Linked DNA regions of Sus scrofa: regions 1, 2, 4, 5 and 6 are each linked to region 3. The links are chromatin contacts, called in public Hi-C, HiChIP or PLAC-seq and promoter capture Hi-C maps. All regions are on one chromosome and are shown on one strand. The core of a region is the stretch at or near the end of the contact, and the rest is flanking DNA. Distances in the headings are between cores, read along the strand shown. Region 1 holds the start of TOR2A (prosalusin). Region 2 holds the start of C1H9orf16 (UPF0184 protein C9orf16 homolog). Region 3 holds the start of DPM2 (dolichyl-phosphate mannosyltransferase subunit 2, regulatory). Region 4 holds the start of CDK9 (cyclin dependent kinase 9). Region 5 holds the start of PTGES2 (prostaglandin E synthase 2). Region 6 holds the start of CIZ1 (cip1-interacting zinc finger protein).

Region 1 (2,700 bases), core at 129-2,628, 190 kb after region 3:
AGCCAGAGTTACAGGCAATACTAAAACCCAGCTCCTGTCCTGGAGGAGCCCACAGGCCAGTAGGGAAGGTAACTAATTCCAAACAGAGAAATCCTGCCCCCCGTCCCCTCCCCCACCCCATTCCCTTCCTCCAGAAGCCATAGCAAAGCTTCTGCACAAAGGTACAGCCAAGGATCCCAGATACTTGAAGTGGAAGGGCTTTTTGAAATCTAAGACTCCAGCTCCCCTAGGGAGATCGAGAACTGGAGGGAGAAGGGACTTGCCCTTGGTTCCAGCCTCAGAATGAGAAAGGCTGGAATCTGGGCATCCTGACCTGGAGTTCTTTCCTTTTCTGCTCCCAAAAGTGGGAACCACTAATTTCTTTTCAGGTTTTGAAACGTGGCCACAGAAATCCTTGCTGCGTGCTGTGTGCGTGCATGCATATGTGTGTGTGCGTGTGCGTGTGTGTGTGTGTACCATTACAGTAGCTCTGAAAGAATAATAAATAAAGGATTATGACCACAAAGGGTAGATGGGGCAGGGAATCTTTGAGGAGAGCCACGAAAGCAGTTGTCTTGATTTCATGGGTTGGGGAGGTAGGCAATGTAGATCCACATGATGCCAGGCCAGACTAGAGGCCTGGGGAGCCTATTGACTGAATTTGAATTGTCCAAGATCCGTTGCCTTTGACCAAGAGAGGATGGGTGACGGTGTGTTAGATCTTTGGCAGCAGCCAGATTTGGGTTCTGTTCTATTGTTCACTAGCCAGGTGGCCTTGGATAAGGGGCTTAACCTCTTGGGTCCCAATTTCCTTCTCAGTAAATGGGGACAATAACAGATCTGATCCCTTTTGCTTGATGTTAAAGCACATAGCAGCTGCTACATAAGGGACAGCCATGTTTCATAATGGATTGTCAATGGTCATCTATTGATTGCTTTGTGAGCCAACACACTTTATGTGCCTGTACCTCCTTGAAATATCACCATTCCTCTGTGTGACAGGTACGGTTATCACAAGATATATAAGGCGCCTCACACTAATGCACATAGTAGGTGTTCACCAAAATCTATCAGCGCTCTTTTATCATATAAAAGAGAAAAAAGAGCACGGAAAGGGCGCTTTGCAAGGTGTAAAGTGCCCCCACAAGTTTTTGCTACAATTGTTACGTCACCCTTTGTGGTCATAATCCTTTATTTATTATTCTTTCGGAGCTACTGTGATGGTCCCCCTAGTTACCGTAGCCATGGAAACGCAGCCGCAGTCCTGGATTGGACGGTTCGCGGGCTCCCCCTGTAGATCATCTTCCGGTCCTGCAGCGGGACGACCAAGGGGCGGGCCTTTGAGAGGGGAGAGAGGGGAGTCGGGAGTTGTAGGCTACAGACGGTGGCTGCCGCAGAGCGATGCACGTCGGGAGTTGTAGTTCTCGAACGAGGCAGTTGGCGGCCTCAGACCCAGCTCCGGCCTCACCCGGATGGCGGCTGCGACGTGCGGCTGCAGCCTCTGGAGTTCGCTCCTCGGGCTGCTTGGGCTGGTCTCGGCCGCGGCCGCCTCCTGGGACCTGACATCGCTGCGCTGCAACTTCGGCACCTTCTGTGAATGTGACTTCCGGCCAGACTTCCAGGGTGAGGAGCCTCGGGAGCCTGAACTGGGGGAGCTGGTAGACCGGGGAGCTCTCGGAACCCAGGGTTGCTCCGGGGCCGGACCTGGAGGAGAGAACGGGGGGCAGGACCCCCAAACTTACGGGCGGCCAAGGCCGGAAGTGGGCCTGACGTTGAGGGACCCTGGGAGCTTAGGGCACGGGGCTTGGGACAAGGGTTTGGGGATGCCTATCTGGGGTCTAGGCACAGTCCTGCCAGGATGGAGAGGGTCTTTTGACAGCTGGGCCTTGGCAGGGGTGGGGGGCGTTTATGCCTCCACACTGGACTGGCTGTCAAGGGAGAAGCCTGCCTTGGAGATGGGCAGGGATTTGGAGGCGATTCTCTTGACAGCTCGCACCCCCTTAGGTCCGAACGCAATCCAGAGGGCCACCTGATGGGGGCGCTGCCGAGCTGAGTCAGGCCTGAGGGTCGCTCCTATGACCAGAGAATCCAAGGGCCACTCTCCCTTTCCGCAGACCGCTCGTAAAACTGTCCCAGAACACGCGGATCCTTAGACCAGGTTCCAGACGTGGTTTGCCTCCTGAACCTCTTCCGTGGTGGGCGTGTGTCCTCAGCTCTGATACTGTCCTTCTTGTGGTCCTAGGTCTGGAGTGTGACCTGGCCCAGCACCTGGCGGGCCAGCACTTGGCCAGGGCGCTGGTGGTGAAGGCACTGAAGGCTTTCGTGCAGGACCCAGCCCCCACCAAGCCGCTGGTCCTCTCTCTGCATGGCTGGACGGGCACGGCAAGTCCTATGTCAGCTCCCTGCTGGCACACTACCTCTTCCGGGGTGGCCTCCGCAGCCCCCATGTGCATCACTTTTCCCCCGTCATCCACTTCCCCCACCCCAGCCACATGGAGCGCTACAAGGTAGGCTGGTGGCGTCCTAGACCATTGTCCTGTGGGGTGCCAGACCCAAGGGAGGGAGACCTGAGCCCAGAGAGGGGAATCCCTTACTCGCTCCAGGCCACACAGCCAGGTGAAGCCTCAGCTCTCAGGACCCATCCTGAACAGAGCTTGGGATGGTGCCATCTGGCAGGGAGTTCTCGGTTTAATTCCTGGGGAGCAGTCATGGCACCTACCT
Region 2 (2,700 bases), core at 186-2,685, 190 kb before region 3:
AAGGGTGCTTCAAAGTCCCAAGCCTTTGTCTTCCGATGGGGACGCCCTCTCCACCCCCCACTCTGCCATGCACTAAGTCCAGGGAATCTGCCAACTTCCACTCGGTGTGACTCCCAGGAGGTCCTCCCTGATGCTCCCACCACAGCTCCCAGTGCGATTAACCACGCCTGGTGGCTGTCCACCAGCAGTGCCCCCGGCAAACCGGCAGCTTACCACTTACCCCACTTACTCTACCTCTTTATTAAACACAGACCCTGAGAGAGGACGTGTTCTAAAGCTATTGTGGTGATAGGTGCACAGCTCTTTGAATAACCTAAAACCCACCGAATTGTACAATTTAAGTGGCTAGATTGTATAGGATGTGAATTATAACTCAATAAAGCTGTTCCTGAAAACAAACCAAAAGCAGACTCCATACTTAGCCCATGCTTACTGTCCTGCCCTCTAAATTAATAAACTAATTTTTATTACACTGAAGGGAATAATAACCACTTTCAGAACACTTGCGTGCTTGGAACCTGCTAAGTATTTTCCATTCATTTTCTCATTTAATCCTGGCCCATCTCAATGCAGAAGACACTAACCATCATTCTTATTTTGCAGATGGGGAAACGGAGGCTCCAGAAGGTGAGAAGGGAGCTGACGGTTCTCTCTCCACACCCCCACCCCCACCCCCCGCAGTGCTGTGCAGGCAACAGGCGACTTTAGTAAGCAAGTCACATTCGCCAGGGCTCCAAGCCACACCAGCAAAGGGGGCAGGGGATGCTGATTCAGCAAGTTGGCACGCCCACCCAGAGGGTCCACGCCCGGCCCCGCCCCCCCCCAGGAGCCTCGGTCCCCACAAGGACTGAAAGAAGTGGCTGGAACAAATCCCAGTCCCCAAAGAGCGAGGGACCCTGAAGCGGCCTCAGTTTCCCCGTCTGGAAAACGGGGTTTGCCCACGGAAGTTCCCGATTGCTACGATTTCCAGGGACCCGCTGGCAGTGCTCTCCCGGGGCGCCTGCAGCTCCCGACCCACCCTGGGGCGGGGGGATGGGGAAGGCTCTGCAGTCCCTTCCCTGCCCCTATCCCAAGCTCCAATTCCCCTTCTCAGGAGGGCACCCCCGAGAAAGCAAACGTCGCTTCAGCAGCCCTCTGGGTCACCTGCTTCCCCGAAGCCGTCATTCTCGCCTTCCGCGCCCGCCTCCACCGGCATGCCCAGGTCCCCGTTGGGGCCCGACATTGCGGGCTCGGGCGCCGCAAGGACCGCGCGACGATGGAAAGCGGCGACGGTCGCGCAGACAGCCGGCACCAGGCGGAAGGTGGAGGCGGTGAATGGAACTCGGAGCCGGAAGGGTGGAACGCGCCGGAGGAAAGCGCTTGGGTGGCCGGGGCCCCGCCCCCGAGGCCGGAGCCCCGGGGCCCGAGCTCCGCCCTCTCTCCGCCCCACCGCCGGAACTCCGCCCCTGCTCTGCCGCCAGACTCCGCCCCTACGCTCGAGCCCCGCCCCCACCCTGCCTCACAGTCGAGCTCCGCCCACTTCCGCCAGACGTCCTCCGACCCCAGCCCAGGCCCCGGGCCCGCCCCCATCCCGGCCGCCGGGAGAGACCATCCTGGGGCATCCTGCCGAGAATGTCAGGTGGTGCGGGCTTGGCCCTCGGCGAGGGCACGTGAGCCCGACAGAGGAGCAGGGCAGCCTGGGACCCCTACTCCAACCCATACTGCAGCTGAGGACCTGCGGGTAAGCTAGCCAGCGCCTCTGCGTGGGCAAAATCTGAGATGCGTGGTTTCCAGGGCCCCTAATGTATGGAGAAGGTATCCGTTCACAGCCACCTTGAGAGTCATGGTCAGGAGAGTGCAGCTTGTGGCTGTCAGTCCGGGAAGGCTTCCGGATAAAGTCTACCCAGCTGCCATCACACCCTATCCTTTTTACCAGCTGGGAAGGGGAGGCCTGCCCAAAGTCACCCAGCCAGAAAGCGTTGCTCCTGAGCTGGACTCAGAGCCGTGAACCCGTTCAGGGGTGCCCCTGAGTCCGGTCCGCGTCTGGGGAGAGGGGCTCACTTATTGGGGCTCTTGTAGCTGAAGCTGCTAGGAGGCCCCATGGCTGCTACAGCCTGGTCCTGGCCTCACACTGGCGGTTCCTGTGAACAGGCCAGCCTCTAGGTGGGGTCAGGCCCAGACCCCGATGATGACAGCAGGAAGGGATCCTCTCTGTCCCAGAAGCTGCCTTATTGTTTCAACTGAGCAACACGGAGGCACAGTGAGTCCTCCTGTGGTCAGAGCCACCACTGACTTACATAAGGGCAGCCCTGCCTTCCCCTTAACCAGGCTGAGTGGAGGCGACGCCCTCCACGGAGCCAGAGTGGGAAGAATCGCAGTGAACTGCCCCCACCCAAGTCAGCTGACCCTCCTTGATGTTGAGGGGTGGGTACCCTTCCTCCCTCTGTCCCCCTAGTACCCCCTTCCAGCCAAGCCTCTGCTTACTCCCTACCACTTGGGGCTGGATACCTGCCCTCAGCCCCCTCAGAAGATGCTGTGTCCATGGCTGGGGCAGGTGGCAGAGAGCACCCAAGCCATTCCTGGAGAGGGATGAGTCTTGGGCTCCAGAAGGGTCCTGGGAGTGTACCTGGGGAAGCAGGACCTGCGGCTCAGACTTGATCCCTGGCCCAGAAATTCCGTATGCTGTGGGTGCAGCAAAAAAAAAAAAAAAAAATGCTGGCT
Region 3 (2,700 bases), core at 126-2,625:
TGGCCTTGCCCAGTTCAGTCCTTGTCCAATAGGGTCTTAGGGGTGGAAATGTCCCGTAAGTCCCATGGTGTCTTTGCCCTTCTCTTCCCGTAGCCTGAGTCAGGGGGCTTTGAGATTAATGTCCGTCTGGGCGTAGGTACACTCCCTGGAGGAAACAAGGCATGTGGGGATGTTACTCCCTGGAGCCCTTTAGCCGCAAATGTTAATCAATAGACATATCCAAGAATGCATCGAAGCCCAAGCTCCTAACACTGACTACCTGAGTGACTATTCTGCCTCAGTGCCCCCCCCCCCTGCCCCCAGAGTTGGAGACTTTAACTTTGGAGGCGGGGGGACAATGACCGACTGCTCTGACTGCTTCCTGCTGACAAGGGGTGTCCTTAGGGAAAGTGGTTAGGTCTCCACTCATGGCACGGTCGGTTGAGTGGGCTTCAATACATTACCTTGGGTACCCTTTCTTTCACTATCTGTAGGTTGATAGCTTTTAATCAGGACATAACAAAGCAAGACCTACAATTAATTATCTAGGGTCCAAATAAAAGGCTCAAGATCACAATGATGACTATGGTGAACAAATATTTCCATCAGGAGGAGGAGGAGGTCAACCCGTTCCAGAGGGCAGCTCTAAAAGCTGGATGGAGCTGGATCAGACATCTCACGAATCTGCTGCCGGAGATCTCGCAGGGAATCAGACACGTTCTGCGAATAATCAGGAATATAGGCACAACATTCAGATTTTATGACAGCACGGGTACCTCCTTGGCCTGCACTGAGTATGTCTAAGGCCATTCGGTTTTGCAGCACTACTTTTCTTATTTGTTTTTGTTCCATATTTAGGGTAGGAATAGCTTCTGCAGTATCATTAAGAGATTGTGGAGTAAAATTAGTTAAGGCTTCCACCCTCAGCATTATCCGGTGAACGTTTGTCTGCACCCTACCCTCAACAGAAGAGTTGGGGCCACCACACCAGGAAGTAGCGCCCTCGGGTTCTGGAGTCGGCTGCACCCTCTACTCGGATTGTGATCTTCAAGTGCTTGCCTCTTTCTGAGCCTCATTTTCCCCGTCTCAAATATGGGACTTTCGACCCCCCACCCCATCCCGCTCTGGCCTTGGGACTCGGATATTGAGATGGGGTTTTTTTCTGGGTCGAGTTCGACCCGACTGAGACCATAAATGCAGCCTATCTGGGTTCCCCACTGGGTCCCATTTCCCAGGGTGATTCGGAAACACGGCCCACAATACTCTTGAAAACTACATTTCCCGAAATGCAAAGGGGAGGCGGTGCCTGCCTGTCTTGGGCGACGTAGTCCTGGGACTGCCTAAAGACTACGACTCCCGACGGGCCCCGCGGCCCAAGGCCAGGAGGGCCCGGATGCGGAACCGGATGTGGCTTACGGCTCCGGTGCCTGGAGCGCTGGGGAAATGGTGAGCTTGGGGCTGGGAGTCCTGGGAATGAGGGCGTCTGGGTGTGGGGTCCTAGGTCTACTCAGAAGCTGAGGCTTGAGCTCTCGGGAGCCGGGATCACTCTCCCGCCGGCCCATCGTACGGGTGGTAGGTCTTTAGCCTGCACTCTGTCTCAAGCCAGGAAATGGAAACCTCGTCAGCCACGTCGGATACGCCTGCTGAGTGAATGGGCGTAATCAGGCGGCAACTCCCCCCTCCGTTAGTGCACCTAAATGGAGGGTCACTTCCTCAGTTGAGCTTTCCCTTTTCTCCAGGCCACAGGGACAGACCAGGTGGTGGGACTCGGCCTCGTCGCCGTTAGCCTGATCATCTTCACGTACTACACCACCTGGGTGATTCTGTTGGTATGTGTGCTTCCTCGTCCGCTCTCACCTCCTATCCCTAGATCTTGAAGCCAACTCCTAACATTTAAGCACGTGACAGGCCTACCTGCCCATGTAATGAAAGCGTCAGAGCAGCAGTAGGAGGACGACACTAGCGGTGTCCCCATTGTATAGATGACGAAGCCGAGGCTCAAGGAGAAGGTTCAGACCTAAGGTAGAATCCTGAACCACTACACTGTAAGGTCCTGTGCCTTTAATGGGAGTTCTAGTCCTTCTGGTTATCCTGCGGGCTCCTGGGCATGACAAGTGCCAATGGGTTTTGTGAGGGTCTTTGGGATATCCCCCCCCCCCCCGGTGGAAAAATGTGTTAAAATGTGCAGTGTGTTTGGGAATCAAAATCTTTTTTTTTTTTTTTTTTTTTTTGCCTTTCTAGGGCCGCTCCCGTGGCATGTGGAGGTTCCCAGGCTAGGGATCGAATCGGAGCTGTAGCTGCCGGCCTACACCAGAGCCATAGCAACGTGGGATCCAAGCGGCATCTGCAACCTATACCACAGCTCATGGCAACGCCGGATCCTTAACCCACTGAGCAAGGCCAAGGATGGAACCCACAACCTCATGGTTCCTCGTCGGATTCGTTAACCACTGAGCCACGACAGGAACTCTGGGAAGCAAAATCTTGCAGAACTTGATGTTCTTTGGGAGAAAAATCTTAGTAAAGAAAACTTTTGTGGAGTTCCCGTCATGGCGCAGTGGAAACGAATCCAACTAGGAACCATGAGGTTGCGGGTTCAGTCCCTGGCCTTGCTCAGTGGGTTAAGGATCCGGCATTGCCATGAGCAGTGGTGTAGGTTGCAGATGCGGCTCAAATCCCGCATTTCTGTGGCTGTAATGTAGGCTGGCAGCTGTAGCTGCG
Region 4 (2,700 bases), core at 200-2,699, 150 kb after region 3:
TTGACCACGTTCTCGTGTTTTAGGAGCTGGAGGATCTTGATTTCCCGCAAGGCCGTGATGGGGAACTGGGTGAGAGAAAGACAAGGAGGTCAAGAGCGGGAGAGCACACTACTGACCCAGGAACTGGCCATGGGATCCACAGTAAGGGTCGAAGGTTGGGAGACAGAGTCAAATCGTGGGCTCTGAAATGAGCTGCCTCAGATGCCATATTTAGAACACGGGCATACTAGTAGAAAGTACCCCTTCGGGAGCTGGTTTCAGACGATGACTTGAAGTTTTGCTACTTCACACAAATGCTTTATGACTAGCCATTAAATGCTGCACGGTTTCTTTAAACTCATAATGTAGAGCTCTGCACCCGTGTTTAACCTGTTACATGGTTAACAAGACAAAAAATAAAGAAGCAGGTCTTTGGGAAACTGGACTAGAGCTACGATGGGGGGGGGAGCATTTCAATTGAATACCAGTTACTCTTTTAGGGCTATGACATATGATTTTTTTTTTTAAACATTCGACAAAAGTAAAGCCCAAAGGAAAAGTGTTTAAAAACTTCCTAACTTCAGGAACCAGGGTGCACTCAGTGCAAGCATGAGCTCCCCCTCCTGGCACCAACCACGTGCACCTGAGAATGAAACATCAAACTCTTTAAAACATTTGAATTAAAAGATTTAACCTGAAAGTCAGATTCCATAGAACACAGAAATTCCTAAACACATAAATTCAACCTCAGCATGAAAGTCCCAGAAGCAGGGTGGAAACCCAACCTCTGCCCAAGGGACCTAGCAGGCCTGCCCACCCGCCCCGTACTCACCCCCTCCTTCTCGTTCTCCATCAGTACCTTCTTCAGAGCCACCTTTTGGCCGGTCTTGCGGTGCTTTGCCTTAAACACCTCCCTGCAGGCCGAAAGGGGGACCCAAGAGGACTCTTGAGGCCGTTTCCGCAGGGCCCGCCCCGCCCCCACCAGAGGAGGGCAGGAAAGGGAATCCCGGGCGGGGCTGGGCCGGGTACAGAGGGCCCTCGGCTACACCAACGCGCGGTATCTTCGGTCCCTCTCCGAGCCTCTATTTCCTTCCCTTTGCCCTTTCTCCTCACCCAGGCGCCGCTGCTGGGAGAGATCCCGCTCCACTCACAGGCTCCTCTCTGCAACCCCTCCCTGCCTCCCATCAAGGGCCTCAGGCTCCTCCCCGCCAGCCGGCTCGGTCAGGCACGGGCGGGCTGCGGTGCGGCCTAGCGAGACCAGGGGACAAGTTTGCGGCTAGGTGGCTTCCCAACCAACTGGACACGGGCCTGGGCGTCTCGACATCGGTCCAGAGGGGTGCAGGCTCAGGGCTCCTGGTCCCTGGGGGCCCAGCCTTACCCGAAGGTGCCTTGGCCGATTTTAGCGAGCTTCTCATATTTGGTCACCTCATCACAAAAGGGGCACTCCACCGAGTCGTACTGCTTTGCCATGGCCGCCTCCAGTGCGCCGCCGCCACCTCCAGCCGCCGCTGCCGCCGCCGCTCCCGCTCCGGGTCCCGCCGCCGTGCTCCAGGCCCCTCCGCGGCCGCGCCACTTCCGCCTCCACGGCCACTTCCGGCCCCGCGGCGCCGACCCCGCCTCTTCCGTCCGCCGTCCGCCGCCAGGCCCCCTGGGACTTGTAGTTCCCGGGAGGCCAGGAGGAGCCGGAGCTGCAGAGGCGCCTCCGCCACCGCCGCTGCCCCCGCCTCCGCCGCCGCCAGTGCTGGCGGCGGCCCCGATCGGGGGCGCGGGGAGCCGGGGCGCCGGGGCTGGGGCTCGGGGTGGTGCGTCCCGCTGCATCGGCTCGGGCCGCCGCTGCTGCCGAAGCCGCTGCCGCTCTGGCGCCCGATCCGGGGCCAGCCGCAGTGCCCTGCTCCTCCTCCTCCGACGGCGCCGCCTCCGCCAGGCTGCGCGGGGCGGCGGGAGGGGGGCGCCCCCCAAGCCTCGGCCTGGGGGCTCCCTGGCCGGGCCCGGGCCCGGGGCGGCCGGACGAGGGGGCCAGACGGAAAGAGCCGACGAGGAGGCGGCCCGAGAGCCCGGGAGGGGGCGCGTTATAAAGGGGGAGGTGCCCCGGCCTCGCCCTCCCCTCCCCCTCCGCCCGCCCCCTCCCTCCTCCCTCCCACCCTTCGCGGCCGCACCTGCCGCCGCTGCCGCCGCCGCCGCCGCCGCCGCCACTGCCGCCCGCCCGCCCGCTGTCCGCCCGCCGCCCTCGGCGCGTCACCGCCCGCGGCCCCTCCTCCGCCTTCGGAGGTGGGGCCCCGCGCTCCACACCTGGCTGCTGGGCGACTCGCCGCGTGCCTCAGTTTACCCACACATGCCAGCAGCTTCAGGGAACCCCTTCCTTCCCAGCTCCGGGTGCCCCCCTACAGGCAAAGGAGGGAGGCGCCGAGGAAGCAGCCTCGGGTCCAGAGAGGAGAGAACGGCCCCCACCGCCCGCCTCTCCGGGCCCCCGCCGGCCGCCGTTGATATGGCAACCGATGGCCGCCAGGGGGCGCGGCGACATTGGAGGCGGCAAGCGAGCAACTCCCGGGCCCCCTATTCTCTGGGAGGCAGGGATGAGGCCCAGGACCCCCGTCCCAGCTGAGCTGTGCCCAAGATGGTCGTGCCTGGGTCGGTAGTCACAAAAGTAGCCAGCATTTATTCGACAACCCTTGTGTGTTCAGCAAGTGCTGGGCATTCCTGCGGAATCCTGAATCAACAGCC
Region 5 (2,700 bases), core at 98-2,597, 170 kb before region 3:
GTGGTTTGGTGGAAGATTGGATCACTGGGTTTCCTTCCTATACTTGGCAAAGGTGGAGAAGCTGCTGAGTGGGCAAAAAATAGGCTTCTCTAAAACACTGGCCTCACCAGCCTCCAGGCTCTGCCCATTCGTTTTCTCATTTAATCCTGGCCCATCTCAATGCAGGAGACACTACCCGTCATTCTTATTTTGCAGATGGGGAAACGGAGGCTCCAGAAGGTGAGAAGGGAGCTGAAGGTTCTCTCTCCACACCCCCACCCCACCCCCCGCAGTGCTATGCAGGCAACAGGCGGCTTCTGTAAGCAAGTCACATTCACCAGGGCTTCAGGCCACACCAGCAAAGGGGGCAGGGGATGCTGATTCAGCAAATTGGCACGCCCACCCAGAGGGTCCACGCCCGGCCCCGCCCTCTTGAGGAGCCCCCGTCTCCAACGGGCCTGAAAGAAGTGGCTAGAACAAATCCAAATCCAAAGGCCCCCAGTTTCCTCATCTGTGGCCTGTGGCCACAGTTCTTGAACGCTGCAGTTTCCAGAGACCCGCTAGCAGTGCTCGCCCTGAACCCCGGGAGCACGCCTGCAGCTCCGGACCCACCCGGGGGCGAGGGGATGGAGGAGGGCTCTGCTGTTCCTTCCCGGCCCCTATCCCACACCCCAGGTCTCTTCCCAAGAGAGCACCCCCGAAAAAGCAAATGTCGCCTCAGCAGCCCCTCTGGGTCGCCTGCTTCTCCAAAGCCGTCGTTCCCGCCTTCCGAGCCCAGGTCCCGACATTGCGGGCTAGGGCGCCATAAGGACCGCGGGACGATCCAAGGCGGCGAGGGTCGCGCAGACAGCCGGCACCAGGAGGAAGGTGGAGGCGGTGGAAGGAACTCAGAGCTGGAAGAGTGGAAAGCGGCAAAGGAACCCACTCGGATGGCTGGTGCCCTGACCCCAGGGTCGGAGCCCCGAGGCCCGAGCTCCGCCCCTGATCCGCCCCGCCCCATCCAGAGCAGGTTCCTCTGAGCAGCCCTGCTCTCTCTTCTTCTGGGGCAGTCAAGCTCTGTGCCCGCCTGTCTTTCAATCTCTGTCTTGCCCCGCCCACAACCTGTTCCGCCTACAAATCCCCCCTCCCACTCCAGGAGCACCGCTCCACTCGCGATCGCCGGGCGGGGCCAACCTGGGGCTGCCCGCCGAGAAGCCTAGGTGGCTGAGGCTCGGGCCCTCGACTTGGGCGAAGGAGCCCGACAGAGGGACAGAATATCTTGGGACCCCAATTCTCTCTGTTCCATCCTGCCGCTGGGGACCTGCGGGTCGGCCAGCCGGCGCCTCGGGTTGGGAGAAATCTGAGACACGTGGTTTCTAAAGCCCCCAGAGTGCACGGAAAATTTTATGGTTCAGGTTACAGAAGAAATTGGGCAGCGGTGCGGGAGGGCAGAAAAAGCCCCAGTCGCGGGCTCCCACCTACTGCGGGTCCGGTGGGCAGTTTCCGTGGCTTTCCTGGACCCGATGCCGTGACGCTATCCCCAGTATCCTAAAGGGTTCAATCTCTTTCTATTGGTTGCATATTACGGATGACGCTGAGGGCCATAAGGCGAACTACGCGGCCGAGTTCCTACGTTCGGCTCCGGGTCACCGCCGCGACCGGTTACATCTACGCGTTAGAAGCGGGGACAGTTAGCAGATCTCCCTAGATGTTTCTTTGTTTCTGACGGGTGTGTGAAAGCTGGGTGCCGGGGACTCACGCCCCGTCCCATGAGAGCTGTCCCTTCCCGCTCCGCTTCACAGTCACCCCTGGCAACCTCCAGGCGCCGGAGACCCGCCCCTTTAGAGAGAGCCTGAGCCCGGGCCATCTTTGTTTCTCGCGCCCTCCCGCGGTGCCGGCGAAACGAACATGGCCCATGCTGCACGGGTTCTCTGGCCCAGCGGGCGCGCCCTGGCCTGGAGACTGGGCGGTCGTCCCTCTCTAAGACTCCCCGAGCAGAGCCGGGCGGGCTTCACCGGAGCGGCGGGAGGCCCAGGCCCCACCGCCACCACCCGCAAGGGGGGCCCACGGCTCCTGGGGGCGGCAGCACTGGCCTTGGGGGGCGCCCTGGGGCTGTACCACACCGTGCGGTGGCACCTTCGCGCCCAGGACCTCCGAGCGGAGCGCACAGCCGCGCAGGTAAGCCCTGGCCAGACCGAGCCTTGGGTGGGGGCGCTGGGATCAGCGCCGAACTTCGGGACTTCTGGGAACCGGCGGGGTCAGGAATCGTCTCCTCTGTCCATTCTTGACCTTGAGCGAGTGACTTGGTTTTAAGTCTCTGATCCCTCAGCGTCCTCATCTGTGAAATGGGGCGCTAATGTCAGCTAACGAGAATTGTCTTTGTTTTAAGGTCGTTTTTCTAACCGGCTTTAAGACTTCTTAATAGAAAGATTTGGCGATCACTGAAACGGAAAGCCTCTTTCACAGTTTATCACTTTAGCAAACGTTTGTCTCCCTCCTACCGTCTCCAAATCCTGAGGTTGTGTGTTTATTTATTAGTACTATTATTAGTGTTTTTACGAAACCGATGACCCTAGCTGCCCTTACGATGCTTTGTACACAGCACCAGCCCCGTCCCATCACACCCCACAGGCGCCTGGTTTCGGAATCCAAGGGAACCAGAATGGCAGATGGGGAGTAGATTTCTCTGTATCTCCCTGTCCACCCCCCCCCCCACCCATGGTCCAGCTTCAGTCTCCCATC
Region 6 (2,700 bases), core at 170-2,669, 220 kb before region 3:
TTCTCTACCTTTACCACCACGAACATTATTTTTAGCTTTTTGTACTTTGGCAATTTGCTAAGCTCGCCCTGTGCCAGGTGCCAGTGCTAAACGTTATGTAATAGCATCCTCACACATACAACTCTTCCCCCGGGAGGGGGTACTCATTTTACAGACGAAGAAAGGCTCAGGTCCGCCAGGGGCGCCTAGCCACAAGGCAGCGGGACCCCAATTCAATCCCGGACCCCTCCGAGGTCCCAGATAGATCTATCTGTTTGGAAGCCTGGGCGATCTTGACTTGACCCCACCCCTTCTTCCTTGGTTCTCACTGGAGCCGAGCGTTCTAATCTGGGTGGATACGATGCTGTCACACTCTCTTCTCTAGCGCTCCCTGCCCTCCATAGATAAAACCCAACTCTTCAGGCCCGTGTTCAAAGCCTGGTTGCCCTTCCGCCCAAGGCGCGAAGTCCCCTGAGTCTAGCCGCGCCCAGCCCTCCCGCCTAAGTCCAAGCAGAGTTAGGCACCTCTGTGCGGCCGCCCGGGGCGGCGGTAGAGCGGGTCCCGAGCTTTAGGGAAGCACTGGTCACATGACTGCAGTGATTGGTTGACACTCGGGTCTCCTTGGGTGGACCTCAGGTCTGCGCATCCCTAGCGCCACCATGCGCCGTGCGGCATGTGGTCTGCGCCTAAAGCAAAGTGAGCGCATTGCCTGGGGCTGTTAAGAGTTGAGGACGGCTTTGAGTAACTGCAAAGGGGAGAGAGATTGCTATTTAGTAACGCAGCTCGGTGACTCGAAGTGGGGGCCATTGGGAAGGGCGCCGGGGCGCAGGACGGAGTCGTAATTAAAGGGTCTTTGCTGGCAGCACCATTCGGGGGCAGGATGCGCGCCGGGTTTTGTTGTGGTTGTTTTAACCATTGAACTCAGCCCTCCTCACCCGCCCCCGAGTCAAATCCTAGGGGGAAAAAACAGTAACTTTCAAACCCACCTCCCATACCTTTTAGGGCAAATTCTTCTGCCCCGCTATGCCGATCGCCTTCTCGCCCGGTCTCAGTCCCCTAATGTACAGCTGCACGCCCCTCCCATCCCAGCCCCGCGCGGGGCCCTTGATCGCGGGACAGTGGCACCCGCGGGGAGGTCGGTTGGAGACGGTCCCCGCCAGACGACAGATCACTCTGGGTGGCGACGGATGGACTTTGGGCTCAGAGCAGCCCCTTCACGATGCGGAGAACGAGGGACGGAGGGTCTGCTCTGCTCAGGACCGCCTCGCAGCCCGGAACTAAGCCCTCCACTACCCAGCCGCTGGGTGAGCAGGCACCGCCCCTGCCGCGTTGCGGGTGCGCTGGGCAGGATCTCGCGACGCGGCGGGCGCCACCCGGACCTCCCGGCCTCCAGAGGGCGCTGCCTGGGCCCGGCCTGCAGACCGCCTTCGGAAGCGCCAGGCCCCGGCGGAGCTGCGGGGAGCCGGGGATCCGCGAGCCGGAGCCTCCCGGCCTGTCCGGCCTGCCCTGCCGCTGGGGCCTACGCGACCGCGGCGAGAGTGCGGGGAGGAGGCCGTGCGATTCCCGCCCTGGGAGGCGAGGGGCGCGGGCCGGGCACCGCTGGGGGGACGGCCGAAGACTTAGGGGCCCCTTGAACGGAGGCTGCGGGCTTCGCGGGCAGGTGGGGATACCGGATTTGAAGTGTAATGCTGGCTCGATCTGTAAAGGAAGGGGTTAGTGGAATGGGGGTGGGGAGTAGAGTGGAGGGAAGCCTGTCCTACTTCGTTCTTGGATGAAAGTGAAAGGTAGCGGCGGGGGTGGGGGCGGGGGCTGATGTTATTGACATAAAATGTGCGCTTGGGACGGGGTGGGCGTATCAAAGGGGTGTGAGTGGAGAGGGGCTGGCATCGGTACGCGATTGGCGCGGAGAATGGCCGAAGGGTGGGGTGGGAGGTGTATTTGTGTCGGACGCTCCTCCAGGAAGGACCGAGCGGGAGAGTTGGCGAGATAGGGGGCGGGGTCGGACGTTTGAAAGGGGGACTGTTGGAAAGATTTGGGGGAAATTGGCAGGAGGCGGGGGGGCGAACCCTTCTGCTGGTGGAATTGGAGGGGTTTTGAAAGGATGGGCCGCAAGTGTGGCCAGCTCTGGGCAGGACCGGGACAGTAGCTGTGAAACTCAGCCGCGGTATTTGAGCGCCGCGGGCTGGGAGTGGGTGACGGAGATCCGGCCTGACTCCCCCCGCCTTCCCTCAGCCACCATGTTCAACCAGCAGCAGCAGCAGCAGCTCCAGCAGTTCCAGCAGCAGCAGCAGCAGCTTCAGCAGCAACAGCTTCAGCAGCAGCAGCTACAACAGCAGCAGTTGCTGCAGCTCCAGCAGCTGCTCCAGCAGTCCCCTCCGCAGGCTCCTCTGCCCATGGCCGTCAGCCGGTGAGCTCCCACTGGAGGGGTGGGTGGCTTTAGCCCAGCCCCTCAGATGCATGCCTTGGTGCGTCCCCTCCCCCAAGACATTTCTCCCCGGAGCATCCCTGTCTGAGTCCTGGAGGCCCCTACTCCCCACCCCAAGGGGATCCTCTGTCTGCTGTAGAGGCAGGCAGAGAATGGAGGAGAGGGATCTCAGGGAGGAGGGAGGATCTGACTCTCCCAGTAACCGTCTGACTCCTGCTCTCAACACCCAGGGGGCTCCCCCAGCAGCAACCACAGCAGCAGCTCCTGAATCTCCAGGGCACCAGCTCCGCCTCCCT

Evidence for each region. Promoter capture Hi-C pulls out the DNA fragments that hold promoters and counts their contacts. A called contact is a pair of places that touch in the nucleus more often than the background predicts. HiChIP or PLAC-seq counts read pairs in DNA pulled down with a chosen protein or histone mark.
Region 1: a contact with region 3 is called in an H3K27ac HiChIP or PLAC-seq map of alveolar macrophages. The contact joins the promoter of TOR2A here to the promoter of DPM2 in region 3. A contact is called at or near these places in 1 of 5 promoter capture datasets (liver), 14 of 47 Hi-C or Micro-C datasets (alveolar macrophages, blood, embryonic fibroblasts and 7 more) and 2 of 2 datasets of contacts at active chromatin or transcription factors (alveolar macrophages and skeletal muscle).
Region 2: a contact with region 3 is called in an H3K27ac HiChIP or PLAC-seq map of alveolar macrophages. The contact joins the promoter of C1H9orf16 here to the promoter of DPM2 in region 3. A contact is called at or near these places in 1 of 5 promoter capture datasets (fetal skeletal muscle) and 1 of 2 datasets of contacts at active chromatin or transcription factors (alveolar macrophages).
Region 4: an H3K27ac HiChIP or PLAC-seq map of alveolar macrophages shows a contact between it and region 3. The contact joins the promoter of CDK9 here to the promoter of DPM2 in region 3. A contact is called at or near these places in 2 of 5 promoter capture datasets (fetal liver and fetal skeletal muscle), 3 of 47 Hi-C or Micro-C datasets (blood, embryonic fibroblasts and heart right ventricle) and 1 of 2 datasets of contacts at active chromatin or transcription factors (alveolar macrophages).
Region 5: a promoter capture Hi-C map of liver shows a contact between it and region 3, with 5 times the contacts expected there. The contact joins the promoter of PTGES2 here to the promoter of DPM2 in region 3. A contact is called at or near these places in 4 of 5 promoter capture datasets (fetal liver, fetal skeletal muscle, liver and 1 more), 13 of 47 Hi-C or Micro-C datasets (alveolar macrophages, embryonic fibroblasts, epiblast stem cells and 7 more) and 2 of 2 datasets of contacts at active chromatin or transcription factors (alveolar macrophages and skeletal muscle).
Region 6: a Hi-C map of liver shows a contact between it and region 3, with 5 times the contacts expected there. The contact joins the promoter of CIZ1 here to the promoter of DPM2 in region 3. A contact is called at or near these places in 1 of 5 promoter capture datasets (fetal skeletal muscle) and 2 of 47 Hi-C or Micro-C datasets (liver and skeletal muscle).

Annotation. Positions count from the first base shown.
Region 1 is chr1:268,236,156-268,238,855 of Sscrofa11.1, reverse strand. TOR2A (prosalusin) reads left to right here and starts at 1,378. Exons shown (of 6, transcript XM_021069354.1): 1 at 1,378-1,602; 2 at 2,222-2,356; 3 at 2,359-2,486. The coding sequence starts at 1,452.
Region 2 is chr1:268,614,775-268,617,474 of Sscrofa11.1, reverse strand. It overlaps C1H9orf16 (UPF0184 protein C9orf16 homolog), which reads right to left and starts at 1,435. Exons shown (of 2, transcript XM_001927625.5): 1 at 1,144-1,435. The coding sequence starts at 1,222.
Region 3 is chr1:268,422,232-268,424,931 of Sscrofa11.1, reverse strand. DPM2 (dolichyl-phosphate mannosyltransferase subunit 2, regulatory) reads left to right here and starts at 1,375. Exons shown (of 4, transcript NM_001244059.1): 1 at 1,375-1,425; 2 at 1,719-1,808. The coding sequence starts at 1,423.
Region 4 is chr1:268,275,832-268,278,531 of Sscrofa11.1, reverse strand. CDK9 (cyclin dependent kinase 9) reads right to left here and starts at 1,449. Exons shown (of 7, transcript NM_001166044.1): 1 at 1,358-1,449; 2 at 812-893; 3 at 1-65. The coding sequence starts at 1,449.
Region 5 is chr1:268,590,003-268,592,702 of Sscrofa11.1, reverse strand. It overlaps PTGES2 (prostaglandin E synthase 2), which reads left to right and starts at 1,347. Exons shown (of 7, transcript XM_001927936.5): 1 at 1,347-2,136. The coding sequence starts at 1,867.
Region 6 is chr1:268,640,783-268,643,482 of Sscrofa11.1, reverse strand. It overlaps CIZ1 (cip1-interacting zinc finger protein), which reads left to right and starts at 1,419. Exons shown (of 19, transcript XM_013993898.2): 1 at 1,419-1,639; 2 at 2,212-2,386; 3 at 2,635-2,700. The coding sequence starts at 2,217.